2 separate regions of the Anser cygnoides genome follow, and region 2 is linked to region 1. A link is a contact called in public Hi-C data. All regions are on one chromosome and are shown on one strand. The core of a region is the stretch at or near the end of the contact, and the rest is flanking DNA. Distances in the headings are between cores, read along the strand shown.

The links. A called contact is a pair of places that touch in the nucleus more often than the background predicts.
Region 2: a contact with region 1 is called in a Hi-C map of liver, with 1.6 times the contacts expected there. The contact joins the promoter of GSTZ1 here to the promoter of ANGEL1 in region 1. A contact is called at or near these places in 2 of 7 Hi-C or Micro-C datasets (both in liver).

What each region holds. Positions count from the first base shown.
Region 1 is chr5:43,380,050-43,384,238 of Taihu_goose_T2T_genome, reverse strand. ANGEL1 (angel homolog 1) reads left to right here and starts at 2,371. Exons shown (of 10, transcript XM_013185586.3): 1 at 2,371-2,501. LRRC74A (leucine rich repeat containing 74A) reads right to left here and starts at 2,232. Exons shown (of 13, transcript XM_048059752.2): 1 at 2,032-2,232. The coding sequence starts at 2,059.
Region 2 is chr5:43,672,987-43,677,175 of Taihu_goose_T2T_genome, reverse strand. GSTZ1 (glutathione S-transferase zeta 1) reads right to left here and starts at 1,807. Exons shown (of 10, transcript XM_066998151.1): 1 at 1,706-1,807; 2 at 631-682. The coding sequence starts at 1,786. POMT2 (protein O-mannosyltransferase 2) reads left to right here and starts at 1,812. Exons shown (of 21, transcript XM_066998141.1): 1 at 1,812-2,060; 2 at 2,349-2,433; 3 at 3,255-3,359. The coding sequence starts at 1,840.

The sequences.
Region 1 (4,189 bases), core at 1,122-3,621:
AAATGCTTAGATTTAAGCAACTTTTTACGTTCGTTAAGAATGAGTTAATTCAGTGCTGTGTCAAACTACATGGCTATACACTAAATTAGGAATATAAAGTGTTGAAGGAATCTATGAAGAAACTGCTACGAGATACATGTGATTTTGTATGTAAGCAAATTTTAAGCAAAGTATTTAGGAGCCAATATTCTAAAAGTTGTCAGCTATTGAAAAAATGAGAAATGAGGCTTGGAAAAAACTGCATGTGTCCTAACTTGGTCATCTAGTCAAGGTTATCAATTTTTATCTCCTATTTTAGGTCATGCCAATGTGGATACCAGAAGATTTCTAGATAAATTATAAACAAATGTTAGATACTTGTGAGAAAATATAGATTTATTTTTTCCTAGTGTGAATGATTTAGGCCACCACCACCAAAAGATGCAAAGCAAAACAACCAGAAATTCTGACAACATTTTGCCTCTAGAATATGGCAGGATTAATAGTTATACCAATCTCTTCACTGCTTCTATCAGTCAGATTCAGCCAGCATTTTACCCAGAATTACGAAATCCCGTATGTAAGGAAAAACAGCAGGCAACTATTAATTGACCAGATATTTCCTAATAATAATATTTTTGAAATTAATACTGTCCAAAAAAACCAGAAGAAATATTAACTTTAATATAATTACTTGGGCTTGATAGCAGGTAACTGATTATGTCAGACCCCATTTACAGAGTAAAAATGTCAGGAGTTTACAGCCAAGAACAGAAGCCTGGTTTGCAGAAAAGCTATCTAAAAGGGCCTAATCCCACATATACAGTAAATTATTATTGCTGGATCAAAAAAAAAAAAAAAAACAGATCTATCTTTACAGAAAAAGAACAGATACTTAGTCAAATGCCATTCTGAAACAATGGAAGACATCCTGAGAAAGGATCTCATCTATTAGAGCAATCATCAAGGAATATTACTACGTAACACTTGAAAAATTGTTTTATGCTCTATTTAAATACACAGAAACAAGAACCAAAGAGAGTTGTCCCATAGATTTGATTATTTTAAAGTAGTTGTATTATAAAGGAAAATAAGAAATTAACTTATAGGGACTAAGTGACAACACAAAAAAGGCTTTGAATTTTGAGAAGAACTTGCTGGTAGCATTGGCAGCACAGTAATTACCAAAAATAAATGTGTAATATTCATTTAAAAAAAAAGTCCCCCACTATCAATGAACACTCAAACCAGCATGTACCATGGATGAGCATTCCCACATATACTGGTACTGAGAAGTTTTGCTTTGAAATTTGAGAAATATGCACCTATGCAATTAAAGAAGACAGAAGAATTATTAACACAATTCCTGGTATTTCTATGAAGTGTTTGTATTTATTAATAAAGAAAATGCTTAGCACTAACATAATTAGTAACTCTTGGTGCATATTAAGAAGATCTCAATTGCTTTTCAGTATTTCTTTGCTTTACTTCAATTAATTAACTATACCTTGAAAGTTATCAGGGCAAAAAACCAGTTCCCCTCACGCTGTGACTAAATCAGCCAAGTATAAAACTTCATGAGGGAGCAGTATAGGAATAGTTAAGCTAGAAAATCAGGCCAAAATGCTACAAACCTAGACCCTAACTCCAGTTAGCACATTCACAGAATTATCTTGCTACCTTCAAAACTTGCCCATACTTCTAGGCAAAGGAGGGTTGAAATAGGAACTCATCTCACATGGTGCTGAGCTCTGACATCTGTGGAAATTAAGGGAAATTAAGGGCAGCTGGGCATAATTGCTGGGAAGCTGGTACTGGCCAGCTCGCTTAGGGTGCATTTTGTTCTCCAAGCAAGGTGCCAGACTGGCTGTTACCAGCCTGCTCCCAGATGGCAGCCGTCAACTTTGGGCATCGGCACTCTCGGTCCCTGCTCACCCCATTTCTCTGCAGTGGTGCTTTCCTGCTGCCTTTCCCCCCTCGGATCCTACTGATCTGCCTTTGGCTACTTTGGACTATTTCTGAAATGACTTAGCTGGTAAGTAAGCACCACACCTGTGTCCTTCTCAGACTCATTCTCCATGGGTACGTTTCCTTGCCAGCAGCAGTGATCTGAGGGTTTATTTGCTTTTTCTCTTCTGTCAGTGAGGGGTTTGCAGCCACCTCCTAGGACCCTGCCATTTCCTCTAAGGTATGCACAGGAAGCACAGCTGCTCGGCTACAACTGACAAGCCTCCAAGAGCAATGGTGCTAGTTGTAAGGTTGACGTTCTCGATTTATACTGCTCACGAGCACGTTTTGTGTTGGCAGGGGCTGGCTGGGTGTTAAGAGAACCCCGTCTCCCTTGGGTGCCCTCGGCCCTTCTGTGACCTCACGTCCGCATCCTGACCGCAGGTTCTGGGTGTTCCGGGAAACCAGCGCTGCTTGGGCTTGGATCGCATCAGCACCCGGTAACGGAGAAGAGAGCAGATGAGGTTTTGGCTGTGAGACCCCCAGGCATATCGGAGCGTGGTGCCAGGCTTCTGGTGAGAGATCTCCCTCCTTCTGGGTTAGCACCGCGGTTTGTATAGCTTCCCATGAGAAAGTCAGACCGGAGCACATGCAGTCTTAAAGGAGCTTAGGGCAAAACGAGTGTATCAGCCTCTTTGTCTTGAATGGATTCGGACTTCTCTACTGACAATTTCCCTATATAATTTGTAACAGTGTGGCTAGTAAACATGTCAGCACTTAAGGGAGCCTCAAATCAAGTATTCATTCATCCCACCAGCTGATGTTGGTGCCAAAATTGGCTTAACACTTACTATTTTGTATTACTTATACTGAGGACTCTGTAATGTTTCCTTTTTGGCTAGAACCAAAATCGTAATGCAAGAGGCTTTCTGATAAAGGTTAAGCACACATGGTACATACATTTAGTCCATTTCCATAGGGATGGGTTATTTTTAGTGTTTTTGTTTCCCTAGGTTCTACATAAACCTTCCAACTAGTCCACTCATTAGAGGCTATGATAGGGTTATTTTATATATAGAACAAAACATGCTGCATAAACCAGTGGAAGGTTTGACCCCAAAGCAGATAACCGCTGTCAGCTTTGATTTTATTGCCAAAGTTTGTAAATATTTTTCTCTAGCATAGGCCAACCAACAGTGGCTGTTGAGATGCTTGTCTGTGGTTCTGGCCAGTGTTCTTCTCCCATTCCAGTCCAATTAGGCTGATGTGGACTGGGCTGGGCCTTCAGATGCTTTCTTTGATCTTTCCTCTCACAGAACAGCCTTGGTTTAAATTCTCTGGTCACTAGCCCTTGCTGCCGCATATCTTTCCTCTGGAGAACATCCTCTGCTTTAGGCAGACACCAATGATTGTTTCCAGAGGTTTGCTTCCCACAGCAGGATATGGGAGGCCGCAGTCCAGTGCTGTGCTTTGCCAGAGACATCTGTGGGTTTTGGGACAGGTCACTGCTTCTGTGCCTCAATTTCCCTCTCAATGACACATCCGGTCCTAACTCGAAGCAGAAATAAGAAAGTGCTCTGATGCCGCTGCACGGTGATCCATGTAAAACTCTAGATGCAGGTATTGGAAATATTGCTTTGCCAATTTGAAAAAGACCTTATTGCCTTATCGCTTTGAGAATACCCCACAGAGCAGAGCACTGCATTGCAGTAGTCGGTGTGCTTCTTGCTAACAACGATCTGTGGGGTTTTATAACTGCAGATTTTAGAATGACATTGGCTGGATTATTATTTATGTACTTAGTTACATCAGCTCAGGTCCTAGCTGTGGACGCCCTTTGTACTGATCAGAATACACAAATAGTGTAAGAGACAGGTCGCCCCTCAGAAAGGGTTTGTCTGAGAATAACCGGAGAGACAAAGCAGGTGACCATCAAGGGCACAGTTTGGCAGCACTGGTCGGCACAGCAGGCAGGGATGATGTGAGTCTTGTTGAATTTATTGCAAAAGCCCATTGATAAGAGAGTTTGGAAGATCATCTCTGGTGAGATCACCCTCCAGAGGTGTGCTGTGTGTCTTTCCCAAGCAGAAGGGGAAACACCAGAGGCGGCACAAAGGTTTTGTCTGAAAATTTTAGAAGCATTAACCTGAAGTAGAAATCAACCTCTAACAAGTGAGAGGTATAAGCATTATGGGTATAGGATTGAAATGCTCCCTAGCAGATGACAAGTGTGATTTTAAAGGTTATTGCAGTTTAGCTGAGT
Region 2 (4,189 bases), core at 558-3,057, 290 kb before region 1:
GGCAGGGGATCCTGTATTCACCTCCCAAACCATTTTCCAGGCTGCCTCAGTCTAAACAGGGTCAATTCCCAGCCCTGCTTAGCTCTCAGGATCAAGGCAGATCACAGTCTGATGCAGTATGTGTGTAAAACAGAGTGTAGGATCCCACTAAATAATGTGACAGAAACAGCCATCTGCATCACGTTAGCTTTACAAAAAGAGTAATTCTCTCTAACTAGCTGCACAGACAAATCTCCAAAAAATACCAAGTGAAGGGAAAGATCCTCCAAAGCCCACGTCAAGCAGGGCTTGTCCACAGGCAAGGAACTGCTGCTGCTTCTGCCCTCTGGTTCGGAAAGCTGGGGAGAAGTTTGCACAAACCATGTACTCCCCTCCCACTTCCCACTGCCTCTTGAATGTCAGATGGCTACAGGAGATATTCTCAATTCTCTGCTAAGTGGAAATCCTCCCGTCTGCTCCTATCCCTTCCCCCAGCTCCAGGTACGCTGTGGTGTTCCTTCCCACTCTAGAGAAGGTGGAGAAAATGCAATGTCACTGTCCCAGGTTCATGTTTGCTGATCTCTTTCTTAATAAGTGACCAATTAATTCAGTTAGTGAAGGGGAGGATGCTGCAGTAAAACTGGAACTTACCAATTCTCACTCTCCATGAACAGGAACTTCGGAAATAACCATAAAGTATCGGCTGAGAAGAGAAAGATAAAGTAGTTATATGGTGGGAATAAAATAGTATTTTAAGAAGGACAGTGCATTTCAGGAAGTTTAAGATACAGCAGAGCAAGTTTTGCCGGAGGAGAGGGTGCCTTTCTGGAAGCGAGTGTTCCTGTTCCGGGTGTACAGGTAGTGCCACTGTTTTTCACGCTGGCTCTCTAATTAGTTTTATCTGTTTTCAAGAACGCACAAGCAATCTTAAAATTATCCCCTACAAAGTTTCCCTCTTTGCTCCTACCAGATGCTGCTGACTTCTATGCTGTCATGGATTCTTGAAGCAAATTCCCCACTGATTTTGCCAAGCACCTGCACTGGGTATTTGAGTGGCATAAAATAGCTTTTCCAGCCAAGGAGGGCAGGGCCAGACCTCTTTCCAAACGAGAGGAGCTCCTGCTGTTCGAGATGAGCGCTAAGGGGGCAGACACCTCACCTTCACCTGAATGCCAGCACCAAGGCAGCTCTCCCAGGTGCTTTCACCCCACCCAAGCTCTCACCTTTTCTGATGCCATGGTCACTGCGTGCAATCTGCTCCAGGAAATAAAAATCACCTCTTGCCTTTCCCTTTTAACTCAGCTAGGGTGGGGGAAAGCTTATCTCCTAAAGCCAATGAGAACAGGACCATGCCCCCAGATCTGTGCCCCGGACACACAAGCACAGCCAGGCAGGTTCAAGCCTTTGAATTGCAGCCAGCTGTATGTGCGTCCCCACGGGCCCTGCTGCAGCTCCAGCCCTGGTGTCAGAACTCACCAACACGCTTTGAGGTCAGGAAGGCATTTAGGAACCTGGCTTCTGCCTCTAGCTTTTTGTTCGGAATAAATAAGGCAGCTGGAGAGACTGGCAGGCTCTCAGCAGTTACCAAGGCAAAAATACAGCCCTGGGAATCAAACTGAGGAAACTGAAGCCACGTGCAGAATTTCTGCAGAAAAGACGAGAAAGAGACGAGAACCGCCCCCCCCCATCGCGCCGGGGCCGGTCCCCGCGCCCCGAGGCCCGGTACCTTGGCTGCCGCCGAGCTCATCGCTGCGGGCCCGAGGCCTACAACTCCCGGCGTGCCCCGCGCCCGCCCGCCCGCCTCCATTTGCCGTGCCGCCGTGGGGCCGCCCTGCCGCTGCGTCCCGCCGAGCCCCCGCCATGCCGCCGGCGGGGGGCGGCCGGGCCGGGCCGGGCCCGCTGCGCTCCCGGGGCTGCCGCCGGCCGCCGGGGCCCTCCCCGCGGGCCGCCTCCCCCGCTCCCGCTCCGCCCGAGGCTCGGCCGCCGGCCGCCCCGGCGGGGTCGCGGGCAGCGCTGGCCCTCGTCACCCTCCTCAGCTTCGCCTCCCGCTTCCACCGCCTGCCGGAGCCGCCGCACGTCTGGTACGGGCGCGGCCGGTGCGGAGCGGTGCCCGGGCTGGCGGCGGGGCCTGGCGGCCACAGAGCGCCCTGCACGGCTCCACGGGCACGGACGGTGGGGTAGTGAGGGGACAGCGTGCCGGGGTGGCGGGTTGGGGGTCCCCGAGGTACGGGGACCTGGAATGAATTGTCCCATGTAGACTGCCTGGCAATAACCCCTTGTAAGATAAAAAACATGAGGAAAAACATCTTCCTGGATCTTTACCATCCTCAGCGTTGTAGTAGGTTGTGCTTTGTGTTGATCTTTTCCAGTTGGGATGAAACCCATTTTGGGAAGATGGGAAGTTACTACATTAATCGGACCTTCTTCTTTGATGTCCATCCTCCTCTGGGGAAGGTAAACTGCTCTGCCGTTGTGTTTCAGAAGTCACGGGAATGGGCCGACACAAGTCTTCCCTTCCTCCTGGTCAAATGATGTGGTAAACATCAATACCTCTCCTAGCTGTTGTTGGCATCGTGGTATTTGCATTTTGTATTCAGAGTTTCAGCTTGCAGCTTTTCTTCTCTGTGAAAACGCTTTGAGCATGGGAAAGCAAAACAGCGTTGCCCGTTGGGTATTTGAAAGGCTTGAGCAGATGGAAGTTAAAAAATGAAGGTGAGACCTATGTGGTCTAGAGGGTGTGTCTAATCAGAGCTTACAGATCAGAGGAACCAACCAGTTTCTGACAGCTTGTGTGCAAATCAGATGCTTACCACAAAGGACCTTGAGAGCCTTGAGTTGCTATTTGGCAATGGAAGAACTTGTTGTAGCAGTAAAGGAAGTTTTGTGTTGTGATGTTGATGTATCACTTCTACCTCAGATTGTCTTTCTTCCAGTCTGAGCCTCCTTAAACTGTGGGAATAGGGAGCTAGGGGGGAATCTACAGAGACAGAATTCTCTCTGATAAATCCCGTGGTTGGTTACTTCTCTTGAGCCTGCAGATGTACTTATAGTCAGCTAAAGTCCTTATGATCCCTTCTGATGTTGCTTTTAGGTAAGGGCAATATGGATGCATATGAATTCTGTACAGAAGATGTTGTTCGGAGGTGTGTCAGAATTAAGTTGTTATCCTGTGAATCAGACTGGCCTTGTATCAAAATCTTACCAGCTGCTGGCTTGGATTCTCCCTCCAGTGTGATTTCCCTGACCATTTTTTCCACTTTTTTTTTCCTTTTCAGATGCTAATTGGACTTGCTGGCTACCTTAGTGGATATGATGGCACATTTCCATTCCAAAAGCCAGGGGACAGATATGAGCAGCACAACTACATGGGAATGAGAGGGGTAAGGCGTTACAGGCTAGTATCAAGCTTTTTAGCTCTCCTGTGCTTTTCAGTAAGAGTATTATGTCTTAAGAGCAGCTTTAGTGGATTAGGTCAGAGGTCTCTCTAGCCTTGTGCCTTGTCTCTAAGCTCCTTAGAAAAGTGTTGGTGGTTGTATTGTGAATAAGTCCTGATGTCTGGCTGTGAGAGGCCAGGTGAAGAAGAGAGGTGATTCTTGAGGGAATCTCTTGCTGCTAATTAGAGGGACTAGACTCCCGAGTGGGAGGGGTATATTGCCTGTCCTACAAAGGGATTGTTGCTGAGCTTGGGCTTCTGCTTACCCTGTCGTGCTGGCTGTTCTGCTGGAGTCCCTGCTGGCTGAGAGCCAAGGATTTCAAGAAAGCCAGGATCATTTGCTGCCACCGCCACTGATGCTGAGCTGAATGAGCTGATGGGAGGAATTACTATTCAGTGGTATTCTACCTGAAACCATGGCTCTGCTGTTAGCTACGAAGAGATAGAGCCATAAACCTGGCAGCAGATAAGTCAAAAGAAGAAAGTTGCCAGTTGCTGGTGCCTAGAAAGAAGGATGAAAACGGGAAGGTGTATTTTCTTGGTTTACTTTCCAAGTCTCCAGCAATTCGTAGTTCTATGTTTCCCCGAGTCTAAAGTGGGAGAAGTGCTAAAGAGGGAGAATTTTATTGTGATGCTACTTTCTTTTGTGTTGATTTGTTCTTCCTCCTCCAACTACCCTCGCTCTCATTTGAGAAGAGGAGGTGATGTTGGTCTGCTAAAGATGTAAGATACAATATATTCTATTCTTAGATTTCATATGGTAATATCTTGTTAAAA